2 separate regions of the Capsicum annuum genome follow, and region 2 is linked to region 1. A link is a contact called in public Hi-C data. All regions are on one chromosome and are shown on one strand. Each heading gives the region's core, a stretch centred on a gene start, on an enhancer-like site or on the middle of the called end of the contact. The rest is flanking DNA. Distances are from core to core; before and after follow the strand shown. Region 1 has its middle 5.1 kb from the start of LOC124887363. Region 2 has its middle 22 kb from the start of LOC107842516.

Region 1 (6,858 bases), core at 2,833-5,332:
ATTGTTTGCCAAATTCAGAAAGTGTGAATTTTGGCTAAGATCAATAGCCTTTCTCGGTCATATTTGTGAATTTTGGCTAAGATCTATTCCTTTCTCGGTCATATTGTTTCCGTCGATGGCATTAGAGTCAATCCCCAAAAAACAGAAGCCGTAAGAAATTGGCCTAAACCTATCTCTCCATTAGACATTAGGAGTTTCTTGGGTCTAGCTGGATACTACCGTCATTTTGTTGAAGGTTTCTCATCTACTGCATCTCCGATGTCTAAATTGACCCAAAATAAAGTTAAGTTCCTGTGATCAGATTCCTGCGAGAAGAGTTTTCAGGAGTTGAAGACTCGACTCACTTCAGCCCCAGTTCTAACATTACCTGATGGTACAAACGATTTTGTTGTTTATTGTGATGCCTCTAGAGTTGGTTTGAGTTGTGTGTTGATACAGAAAGGTAAAGCCATAGCCTATGCCTCTAGACAGTTGAAGCCTCATGAAAAGAATTACCCAATCCATGACCTGGAATTAACTGTTGTAGTGTTTGCTTTGAAAATATGGAGACATTATCTGTATGGTGTGCATGTTAATATGTTCACGGACCACAAAAGTTTTTAATATGTTTTTACTCGGAGGGAGTTGAATCTCTGTCAGAGAAGGTGGTTGGAGTTGTTGAAGAATTATGATATGAGTATGTGGCATCATTCAGGCAAAGCCAATGTAGTAGCAAATGCCCTTAGTGGGTTGTCTATGGTCAGTGTTGCTCATGTGGAGAATGATAAGAAAGAGTTAGCTCGAGAAGTTCATCGTTTGGCTAGATTGGGTGTTAGGTTGGTTGATTCAGTTGAAGGGAATATTTGGGTTCAGAGTAGTTTCAAATCTTCCCTAATTTCAGAAGTGAAAGAGTAACAGGATATGGATTCTAGTTTGGTCAAACTGAAGGAGTCGGTTAAAGACCAAAAGGTAGAGGTGTTTTTCCAAGGGAGAGATAGACTGCTAAGGTACCTGAATAGATTGTGTGTGCCTTGTGTTGATTATTTGAGATAGAGAATTATGGTTGAAGTGCATGGTACGTGTTATTCTATTCATCCAGGTGCTACCAAGATGTACCGCGACTTGCGAAAAATTTATTGATGGAATGGTAAAAAGAAAGATATAGCAGAGTTCGTAGCTAAACATGCAACTTGTAAATAGGTTAAGGTAGAGCACTAAAGACCGGGTGGTGCGTTGCAAAAGTTTAGCATCCCCACCTGAAAGTGGGAAGAAGTGAATATGAATTTTGTGATTGGTTTACCCCATTCACGTCTGTTTCGACAAAATTTTGACTTTTGAAAAAAATTGTCACTTAATTTTGAAAAGGAATTAAGAAACTTTGTAATGTACTTAGACGATTCAAAACGGTAAAATCGTTTAAGTTAGAGATTCTAAATAAGCAGTACCTATTAACATTTTAGGAAGGTGTTAGACACCTAAAACGTTCGCTAACTTGCGGTTATCCGGACTATTTGAAAAATCATCTTTGATTAACCTTAAAAGAAGTTTATTTTTCAAAAGTGATTGATTTTGTCGAAAAGATTTGTGTAAAAACAGTTTTAGACGACCTAATAGGGATTTTGACTAAGTCTACACAAATAAAATAAGCAAGTAAACACATAAACGGGGAAAGGGAGGAGACAGTAAATGATTTAGGCCATTGGGCCCAAACCAACAAAATCTGTCCTAGTCTAATCGGGCCTTTGACCCATTCCACCTGTCCTAATCTAGTTTTCGAGCCTTTTGACTCAAATCTTGTTCCACCTATATTAAATACAACTTTGACTTCTCGGCCCGAATGAATGAATAAAAATAAATAACTAAATAAATAAAGACAACAGTAATAAATGACTTAAATAAATAAATAAATAAATAAATAAAATGGAAACCGAGACTTTCAAGTCTCTTGGCCGCTTCAAATGTGGGACTTTAATCCATTTTCCCTCTTCCGACTTTTCGTATCCGTGCACTACGAGATTGATTTTCAGAGGACCTTTGAAATCGACTCATGAGGGATTGGCCTCAATGGCCCAGATTGATAATGCACCAATGACCATAGAGTTGGACTCCGAGGCGTTGTCATGCAAAAAGGAAAAAAAAAGAGAAACGAAATTAATACACCCAACAATACGAAATTGCTACATAGAGAAGTAATGTAACAAATGGATAAACCAAACAGTCTGTGGTGACTCAAATGGACTGCAAGATAGTAATTCAAATATGGCAGTCATATGTAATATAATAATACACACCATACTCCATCAAAGTAAAATTGAAACTAAAACATCATAATATCATAATTTTCCAAGGAAGAATAAAACATCGCTTTGCAAAGAAAATCTGAACTAAACTAAGCAGGCTACCAATCTATGTTGTTTACCAAGCGAACTACAATTTAGTTAAATTGAAATTCATACCAATACATCGAGAAAGGCCAATATTCACGACACGTAGAATTTTAAACAGATTAAGAGGGGGAAGATAATAAAACGCTCAAGCACAATTCGATAGTCGGGAGACGCTTTACAGAACTCCAAAAGTTCTAGGTAAATGAACCACAATTGATTCAAAAGAGTAAAGAAAGAAAAGGAAAAGTAATTTGAATGAACAAAGACTAGTCGAGGAAACATAAAATTGACCATAGGCATTTGATTCCGAAGATGGATATGGCGAAAAACTGACATGCATCTAACTATCAAAACAAAGGGAGCAAATGATGTAGGGAAAAGCTAGACATTCTTCGAAGTAGGATGTAATTAGGCAAGTTGTAACATCTAGGCAACTTGTTTGCAGTGAATGAACAAAGCAGCACTTCTTGCGCAATTAGCACACAAAAGAAGCATCACCTGCACCTCTTAGAAGTATCTGCAGGGTTATTCTCACCCTCCTCTTTCGACCAGCTTGAAATGATTTTCCAAAGGTTGAAGAAGAGGTTCCCGAGGGCTGATGGGGCGGTAGACCTTGCCACAGACATACGCCCACTATCTTCTTTTGGCCTCCAGGGTCAAAAAGTTAGAAGGCAGTCCGATTCCATTCAATAGAATGAAATAAACCCCTATTAGCAACCTCGAATTATTGGCCAAATTTTAGGGTGAGTCGAAATGAAGTTGCACTTAAGAAGATGCAACTAGGAAAAATATTCAGTCACTGAGGCAGCAAATGGATCATACTACTCAAACTATGCAAAAAAACTGGCATACTAGGGATGAATGAAACAGTAATTTCGAAGGCGAACATGATAAAATTAAGCTACCCAACTCAAACTTCCAAATAAATCACAAGAACTACCCATCCGACTTTCATTTAACTAGATTACGGCTTAACGGTGATCCAATATCTCACAACGGAATTCTCTAATTCTGAATAATGTAATGAACAGGGAAGGCAGCAACTTAATGAATATACAATGCTTTAACCGATCAATATATCAACACAACAACGTGCTCGAAGAAAACACGACGTGGGATAACCAAAGATTCAACAAACGACATAACGATCAATCAAATACTACGGCCGACAAGGCCTCTACAGCTACATCCCAGTAAACAATATACTTAATCAAAAAATACGACGACTATTATAACGTAACAAGAATGAAAAAATAAAATCGATGACTAACCTGTTCTTGGGCAGCAAAACTAGACCTTCGAACTAATGTCAGATTCCAACACCACCAGGGATCAGTCCTTGACTCGTCAACCTCGATTAACCATCGACCTTTTCGAAGACAAAGATTTTACTAGAAAAAAGGATTTGCTTGAGTGCTTGATTTTTCAGCCTTCAAGACCTGGATCTTTGTAGCTTAGCAAGACCGCTTTTATATAGAAGAGATTGGGGAGGTCGAATCCTCTTTCTATCGATGTGGGAGCAGTGAATTCGAGATCAGTTCGGATTTTTTGGAGTTGGCATCGGGTTCACAATGTTGTTGTTATTGATTTGAAGCTGTTGCTGTTTGTTGAAGCTAAGGAGGAAAAGAAAATAGGCCGGGTCGGTGGTTTGATTGGGTTGAATATTTAAATGGGCCAAGATTGGTTTTACCTAATTTGGCTGGGTTGGATGGTTGTTGGATTTGGAAAGATAGGCTGCTGAAAATGGCGTTAGTGAGGAGCTATTGGGCTGGATGATGAGAATAAAGGAATGGACTGCTGATGTGGTTAATAATTTAAAGGAAAGGCTAGTTTGGTTATTTTTATGGAAAGGGTAGATTATGGATTTAGGCGATTTTGGGTATTAATTTAGAAAATAATCCTAATTAGAGTTAGGATTATTTTGAAAATAAATGAATTTCAATTCTAATTTAGCCTATTTTGTTTAAATTTCAACCTAATTGAAAGTTAATTGGCCAATTGCATAGCAATTATAGCCAATTTGATTTCAATTATAGTCAAATCTAATAGATTGACTAAATTAAATTAAATTAAAATTCGATACGAATTGATACTTTCTTTAATCCCGAGCTTCTTGATTTAATAAAATCAAACACATATTTATCCAATTATTTTTTAGAATAAAGATATATTTAAATCAAAGGTTTAGTGATTTAAGTTTATTTCAAGACAAACCTTGATTAAAATTTGATATTTCATAAAAATAGATATTTGAGTAACAAAATTATATAATTTCGTATAATTAAATACGATGATACATAATCGCTACTTAAAATGATGAAATTACCCCGGTAAATACTTTTTGAAAAGTTTTCTTTATTTGGTAAAATAAATATTGTAATTTTATTGAAGATCAAATAAACTCGAAATTAAATTTAGCCGTCGAGGGAAAAAATTAGGTGTCAACAACGTCGTTATCATGATTCGATTTGGGTTATTGTAGACAAATTGACTAAGTCAGCGCATTTCTTACCAGTTCACACATCCTATACAGCTAAAGATTATGCTAAGTTGTACATCCGAGAATTTGTTAAATTACATGGAGTTCCCTTGTCTATCATTTTAGATAGGGGTACTCAGTTCACTTCCTAGTTTGGAGAGCCTTCCAGAAAGGTCTTGGTACCCAAATCTATCTTAGTTCAGCTTTCCACCCACAGACAGATGGTCAAGCAGAGAGGACCATCTAAACTTTAGAGGATATGTTGAGGGCATGCACTTTTGATTTCAAAGGTAGTTGGGATGAGCATTTGCCATTGATTGAGTTCGCTTATAATAATAGTTACCAAGATAGTATTCGAATGGCTTCGTTTGAGGCTCTTTATGAGAGGAGATGTAGATCACCCATAGGTTGGTTTGAGGTGGGTGAAGTCACTTTGTTAGGGCCCGATGCAGTGTATGAAGTTATGGAGAAAGTTAAGCTGATTAGAGAAAGATTGAAAACAACCCAATGTCGCCAGAAATCTTACGCAAATATGAGAAGAAGAGACTTTGAGTTTGAGGTTGGTGATTTAGTGTATCTGAAGACTTCACCCATGAAAGGGGTGAAGAGATTTGGCAAGAAAGGAAAGCTTAGTCTCTGGTATGTTGGCCCTTTTAGCATTTTGAGTCGCATTGGGAAAGTATCTTATGAGCTTGAGTTACCTGTAGACTTGTCAGCCATTCATCCTGTATTCCACGTCTCTATGCTTAAGAAATGCATCGGTGACTCTATCGTTGTAGTCCCTTTAGAAAGCTCAGATATTCAGAACAGTCTTTTATACGAAGAGATTCCAGTTGAGATCCTAGATCATCAGATCCGTAGATTAAGGAACAAGAAAGTTTCATTGGTCAAAGTTCTTTGGCGGAATCAGTCAGTTGAGGGCATCACTTGGGAAGCAAAAACAGATATGCGAGCCAAGTACCCTCACCTCTTATCCACAAACTCAGATCTAGCTGAAGGTAATACTATTCCTTGATCCAGTTCTTTTGTAATCATATATTCAGCTATATAGTTGTCCTCGTGTAAGTTCATGCACTCACAGAACTACTCAGAAGCTTAGAATAATTTAGATTTAGTTATTCAGTTCATTTCAGTTGTGCATGCTACCTTATATTCTCATATTCCTTAGAAATTTCAACTTAACTAGTAGCATTCGAGGACGAATATTTCCAAGGAGGAGATATTGAAATACCCCGTACTTTTTCTAGCTAAAATCCGTCCCTAGAATGTTAAATAATGGCTTCCAAAATAGATAATAATTATTTCATGTGGAATTCTTTGGATTTAGACTTTTCATGGTGTGGGAAATTGATTAAGCTTTCCATCGATACCAAATTCGCCCAATTCTAACACTTGGTGAAGGAGTTATGGCACTTTTAAGTTGGCAGTGTGCCACCTGGGCCTTTAGCGCGTCGCGGAGATGAGCAAATTTACATTTTTCAATTTCCAGTGGCCCTCCGCAATATTGGTTCATCGCGAAGAGGGCCGAATCCCCAATTGTCCAATTCCAGTGAAGGTCCGCGATATTGACGCGTTGCGCCAAGTTTCCAGGTCCCATCCAAGTTGGCAACGCGATACCACCCCGTAGCGCGCACCATGCATATTCCCAGTTGGCATTTTCCAGTGGCTTGGCGTGATAGTGGTGCGTCACGCCAAGGCCAAAACACGGGATTTCGGTCATTTTTTCAGTTTTGTTTATGAGTTTAAAAAGGGTATTTTGGTAAAGTACTCAGTCCCAAATCCGTCCAAAAACATATGATTTATCAAATTTTATAGCACTTGATTCTTCATTCATCATTCTCTCTCAATCAAAACCCTAAGGCTCATACTTCCTCTTCAAGAAAACTCAAATTCCTCCATTAATTCTCCGAGATAATTCAAGATTGAGGATTCTCAATACAAGAGCATTAAGAATTCATCTCCAAAGCATAAATACAGATCCAAGATTCAAATCTTAGCATCTAGTTCATCACT
Region 2 (6,858 bases), core at 184-2,683, 180 kb before region 1:
AGCATTTGAGTTTTAAATTCTGAATTATCTCCTGAATTGCACATACAACTTTTCTCTATGTTGGCATACAAACCAGATACCCCTGAAAAGTGTTGAAAAATATTGTAGTGGTGAGGACAGTGACCTCCATGTTTGCATCATTCCATATCAACCAAATCCTACCATTAAAAGTAGTAGGATATTCAACAAAAGTACTCCATTTAGCCCATAGTACTCTTTTCACCTTAGTAGCATTGTCTGCCTGTATCTTAGTCTTTAAACATCCCATTAAGTCAACTTTATTGTTGAGCAAGAAGGTGATCAAATCCTTCTTCTTAAAGAGCCTATTAAGCCCTCTTATATTTCAAGAGCTGAAAATCATGGTGGATCAACTGAGGCAGGTGCTTTAGCCCTGCTTGATCCATTAGTATACCCTATTTCCTTCTCCTACAACTTTACATCTGGGTGTATTTTTGTGACTTCAGTACTTGCGGTCTCTTTTTGTGGCAGACTAGGACTTAGTATAATGAATTGTGTGTCATACTCAACCTGTTGATTTTTTTTCTACAACTGCTGCTCAATAAGTACACTAGTGCTAGGTTCACTAATGTTCGTGCATGCTTGATAAGCCTCTTTAGGAAGCTACTTGTAGACCCATGGTTTTGTTAACCTGTTTAGGTTTTCCTGGAGCCTTGGGCTAGCTTCTCCTGTTCTTGCTTGTAGTTGGCCTGATCATGACCTATTTGGTGGTGACAAGTTGCGTGCGCATACTTGAGGTTTTCATTCATATTCAATACTTTGCACTAGTATTGATCCATCAGGTTTCTCAAGGTAAAGTTCCTCCGATAACTTTCGAGTGATATCACCTCCATGAGGACTCTAGCATAGGAAATCTTCCCCACCTCTGTTGTCATTCGATCCGCACAGATTGGTTTTCCTTTAGAGCTTGCAATTCTACCTAACTTTTCCTCCGCCCAGTAATACAACAGTAACCCATGAAATAGAACCTGTATTGGTCCAATGCGAAATATCTTAAACTGAAATTTAAAATCTCTAGTCCTGTTTCTCAGTACCATTGGACGATTATAGTAGTGTAGGGTTCCTTTTGCATAATCAATTTTTTATCTGAAGCACCTAATAAACAAAATTACAAAATAGCCATCATCGTGCAGTTAAACCCTAAGAGCTTCAATGAAATTCCAAACACCATAGACAAATTTCAGCATATCCTTGAAGCTCGGAATTCCCCCCTAATACGTGACCAATTATGGTATTTTTCCATTTTTTGCACTTATTCCACTTCAACAAGATTAATTTGCACCATTTTTCGACTATTCTTGACACAGAGGGGTAATAAGAAAGATTCATACCATATTGGAACTGTCGATTACCTTTAGTAGTCTCCTCAGTAATTGGTGAAGTAGTCAGATTTGGCATAGTCTTCGGAGCGACTATTGCTGAAAAAGTTAATTTTCATGCCGTATTCGAACCCTACGGCTTATCTTCATCCTTTGCTTCCTCAACTGCTTCCTTTCTCGTTTAATGTTTTATTTCATCAGTTCTATATGTTTATCCTATCAGATTTCATTTGAAAGAAAATAATTTTGACCTTTTTAAAATTAGTTTAAAAAATTCAAGAAAATTTTAAAATAATTTTAAGAAAATTACAGAGTCGCCACTTAATTTTTTTTTATACAAAAAACTTAAAAGAGTTTAAAAGATTTTAAAACATAAATAAACCTTAAAAATTAAAAAAATTAGTTTAACACTCTAAGAAGGTTTTTAAGACATTACGAGTCTCCATTTGAAAAACAGTTAATCAAATATTTTTTGACTAATTTAAAGTGGCTAATTTCGCAAAGATTTGATTTTATAAAAATACTAAAATTATTTATTTACATATTTAAAAAGGACATTTATTTATACAAACGAGAAAAATTCTACTTGAATTAAACTAAATTGCAATTTCTCTTTAGATTTTAAGAGGAATATTTTTTTATTTTTATGGAAAAAGAAGAAGATTATATAGCTACTTTCTTATTATTATTATCATAGGAAAGTCCATTTTGTTTTAAATAACACCTGTTGAAAAAAAAATATTAAGAGCGTATCAAATTAAAAGTATCTTATTGATTACGGAAATTTAGAATTTACAAGAAAATTTAGTTTCTTAAGTTTGAAGAAAATTGCCTTAATAAGTAGACTATTAGTCATATAAACAAAATGAATGTCATCTTAAAATAAAATACTCACTTTTAGAAGACTTGTTTCAAGGAGAAAATCGAAAGACCCAATTTAATCCGTTTTTATACAAGACAAATTAGGTGAAAAAATGATTAATTAAGTAAAAAAAATTAAGATAAAATAAAATGACAATGCCTTAGGGGATTTGTCTATATTAATTGATTTAAAATGTTAGTTAATACAAATAAACAAGGATAAATTATAAACTACAAGGACTGAAAGACAAGAATTGAAGTTGGGCCCTTCCTTGGCCCATCAATAGGCTGCCAAACTTTTGTGCTTAAATTCTATGGATTTCAGTCCATTTTTATCCATGTATATCATCTGTATATCACAGATATACTTTGTTGTGTTTCCTATATACACGAGGTATATGCGACTGTATTTCAGTCATATATACGCGCCTCTAGTCCTCTACCCGTGAAATTAGCTTCCCTTTTCACTTTCCCTTTTTCTGAACCTGTATATTGGTGTATATCTGTTATATACTAGCACTGTATCAGTCCATTTTCTTCATGTATTAGTTCATTTTGGACGCTGATGGGGATTGACTCGACGGATATCGAATGTGAAGGAATGAAGAGTCCGATTGGACTCGTTAAAGATGGTTTAATGTAAAAGAAAGAAAAAAAAGTAAGGACTAGGACATGACTACAAATTTCCATAACAACAGAATTATCGATGGAAAATCACCATCAGCATTTCTAACATCTTTATAATGCAATCAATTTAAAAATACTTAAGGAATTTCCAAAAGGTACAAGGGAAAGGAAGCGAACATCAACAATTCTATGAATTCACCCCATTAGATACAACTACCAGGTTAGTTAAACTAGGAATTCAATATAGCAAGTAGGGCGAGCAAAACATTCACATGATCTTAGAACTTAGGCATTAGCCAAAGACCAAGTGATATCCCCCCTATATTAAGGAACGGTTAAGAGATTCAATCATCTCAAGCCTGATTTTTTACATGTATCAAATATGCTCTTCCACACTTATTTTATTAAAAAGAAAAGAAATAACTTGTGCTACATGTTTTAGAAGGAGTGAGACAGACTGTATATAGGAATAATGCCATCTAATTTTAAGGTAAAACTTTTACAAAATATCTCTAACAAAGAAATCAATTGTAATAGTTCCCCAATAATCACTTCAAATTATTCGGCCAACTAATTCTTAACATGTCATATTATTATGGAACAAGGCAGCAAAGATGCGGAAACAGAACAAGTCATAAAAGTGAATCACTCTTTGGCCGCTAAACACAACAACTTAATAAAAAGAGTAAGAAAAAATGATCCAATCTGGCAGCTGAAATAAACACCATTAACTAGGAAAACACCCACACAAAATAAATCACCAGTTAAGCAAAAAATATATCCCTGCTTATTTGATAACTAAAATAAACAAAGTCTCCTAGTTCTAGCAACATAGCCTTTAGCAGGATACAACAAATAAAGAAAGAAAAAGAACTAAACTAACTAAAAAAGAAACTTACACAACAACTATGCATCCGATTAGAGGATTATCACAATACAACTTTATCAATATGAAATCTTACGACTTTCAAAGCCTTCTACAGCATAAAATCCCATCTTACACTATAACAGACGAGAAATTCATCCTCCTAACATGAGAAAATAACTAATGGTAACCACAATTAAACAGGGAAGAAGTGTTTACATTTTCCAGGACAGTAAGCTGAGACAACGAACTTTAAATAAACGTGATTTCACCGAAATTTCAATTTTGAATTGTCAGAGTTTTACTTTTTTTTTTGTTAGAATTGATTTTCCAAATGATTTTCTTAGAAAATTTTGGTTGCGTGATGTTAGAAGCATGTACCTACAGAACCCCCAAATTTCTCCAAAAAATCCTTCCCTCAACCTCTATCCCTCAATATCTATTTATAGGGAAATTGAGTGAAAGTTAGGGTTTCAGATTTGAAAAGAAATGGATTTCAAATCTGAATTTTGGAATCATTTTTTTGAGTAATTGAAGTTCACAGTGATACAAAGAAGAGAGACGCTGGGAATTAATTCTTTGCCCGAAATGGTGAGCACGAGTTGAAAACGATGAAAGTCATCTGATGTTTAGCAAGAGATGGCTGAACGGAAGGGTAAATTGGTAAATAGGTGACTGTTGTTGTCGTTTGTTTGCTGGTTGTTAAAACGCCATTGTTTGTATGCTGGTGTTTACTGAATGTTGTATTGGATCGAGTAAGGAGATATAAGGATTGTTAGACCGGTTTGTTGTTATGGGTCTACTGACCCAAATAAAAATGGAAAAGGGTTGGATAATGTTGAATTGGTCTTGGACCGTGTTATTGATTGACTGATGTAATTGAGAGATTAGGGATTCAAATGGGTGAACAAATTAGGCTATTAGGGAAATAGCCAAATTAATTAAGATTCAATCAATTCTATTTAAGTTTTAGCCCATTTGAAAATCAGTTGGTCATTCACATTGCAATTGTGGCCAATTTTATTTCACTTGTGGCCAAATATAATAAAATTGGCTTAAATTAAATCACAATTTAATACGAATTAAGTACCAAATTAATCCCGAATTTCTTGGTTAAATCAAATCAAACAACTATTTTTCAAATAAATTATTTTTGAGTACAAACTATTTTTTAATCAAGATTTACCCATTTGAATCAATTTTCAAGATAATCCTTGATTAAGATTTGATTTTTTGTAAACTAATTATTTAAGTAACAAAATTATATGATTCCGTATATACGAATACGAAAATATATAATCGTTACTTAAAATGAAAAAATGACCTAGATAATATTTTGAAAAGTTTTTATTCGGATAAAATAAATTTTGTGATTTTATAAAACTGAAGAAGTGATAACTCTCAACTTACACCATTGTTGTAGCGCAAGGCGGTCATCGTCAATATAAATCCAACAAGAGTCGGGTTCATATCCACAAGGAGTGTAATCTTGTTTTCAAATCCTATGTATATTGAGAGTTAACTAAGTGTTAACCCATATTGTGTATTTAAAACTATGATTTAGAAATTTGTTTGAGCAAAATTAACCTATGACACTAAACGAGAGCAAACAATTATATGGATAAACTCCAATGAGAGAAGAGTCTTGGGGTTATACAATCCTAGGGGTCATTCATGTAATGGGTGTTTGAGGTTAGTTCATTTCTTCCTCAAAGATTTAGGTAGGCTAGATTTTAACTCTTAGTGTTAGTTTTTCAACCATACACTAAATTATACTCATGGATTCTTTCTAATACCTCATGAGCATGCCAAACTTATCAATCCAAAACCTCAACTCATCATCCCTATTTCTCGGATGATGCTCATCAAGCTAGCTAAATCACATAACATCCTTATTTCTAAAACAATGCTAAAGAAATAACTTGTATCAAATAGTTGTTCATAATTTTTTATCACCCACATTCCTCTTTCAAGGATGATGTAGGATCTAAGAAAATTGGGGTTTTCACCCATAATTCTCATTTAAACCGTCGAGTAATAGCAAAACCCAACAATAATAGCTAATAATTTAGACTAAGAATCAACACCCATACACACTAACACCCTATTTAAGCATCCCTAAGATGAAATTTTTTTAGCTACCCATGAAATTGAAGACAAGAGATATACCCAAGTTGGCATTCAATGCCTCCATTGAAGATGCAAATCAAGAATAATACCAACTTCAATTCTCAAATTACAACTAAAAATCTCTTGAAAATTTAATAACAATTGTTCTTTTTCAAAATTAGAGTATTTTCTCTCTACTCAAAATTGAAAATTGGTTGCAAGATACCCTAATTGTGCAAGGGTTTGAGCTTTTGAGATTTGAGATCAACTCTATGAATTCACGAAACTGCGCTTGGACAATCTTCCACTCCATCGCAATTGCGATTGTGCTTCCGCAATCGCATGGTTTCTGATCGCGATCTCTATTGATGACCCTGGTGACCGCGATCGCAACTCTCAAATCGCGATCGCAATAACTGAGGGTTGTCTGGTCTCCAACTCTTACTTTTTTTTGTCCATTTTCCTTTACTTTCAGCTTGATTTCAACTCATTTTCATCATAGGTCCTGCAAGATCACAAAATATGGGAAATTAATGCATTCAAAAGGATAATTTGTCTCATTTACACAATTTAAACATAGTAGTGTGCTAGAACTTGGATATCATTGAGTGGTAAATTTTTCACTCATCAACACCTCCAACTTAAACCTTTTCTTATCCTCAAGAAACACTACTTCTCTTTCTATAAGACTACTCAATTATAATCCCATTCATTCGATCAAATGATCAAAATAATTTCAAACTCGATTAGCACCACCAACTAGCCCTCGAGCATGGGAATAACTATCCGCATAACTCCCAAAATGAAACACACGTTTAAGGATGCAAAAGATTTTTAAGAATAACTAAGCAACAACCACTAACTCTCTAGGAGTGACACGCTATCAATAGTGGCTCAACTACACTCCTTTGCCTCATTTTCGAAAGATGACAACTTTACCCGCCTCAACTAGTCCACATGCCTCCTCACAAAAGAAAGTCCCACATACCAAAGTATCTATTATGTAAGAAGGGGATAAAGTGCAAGCACCCATTCTCACAAAAAATCTCTCAATACAAA

The links. Hi-C and Micro-C count contacts between places; a contact is called where the count stands out from the background.
Region 2: a contact with region 1 is called in a Hi-C map of leaf, with 2.6 times the contacts expected there. The contact joins two enhancer-like sites. A contact is called at or near these places in 2 of 5 Hi-C or Micro-C datasets (leaf and placenta).

Annotation. Positions count from the first base shown.
Region 1 is chr9:114,354,350-114,361,207 of UCD10Xv1.1, reverse strand. No RefSeq gene overlaps it. Among protein-coding and RNA genes, the nearest start is that of LOC124887363, 5.1 kb to the right of the region's middle. Within about 2 kb of position 4,082, at least 5 of the 5 cell types and tissues checked have an H3K27ac peak or open chromatin away from gene starts, as enhancers often do. A contact at or near this core is called in leaf, where this site is marked.
Region 2 is chr9:114,529,821-114,536,678 of UCD10Xv1.1, reverse strand. No RefSeq gene overlaps it. Among protein-coding and RNA genes, the nearest start is that of LOC107842516, 22 kb to the left of the region's middle. Within about 2 kb of position 1,433, at least 5 of the 5 cell types and tissues checked have an H3K27ac peak or open chromatin away from gene starts, as enhancers often do. A contact at or near this core is called in leaf, where this site is marked.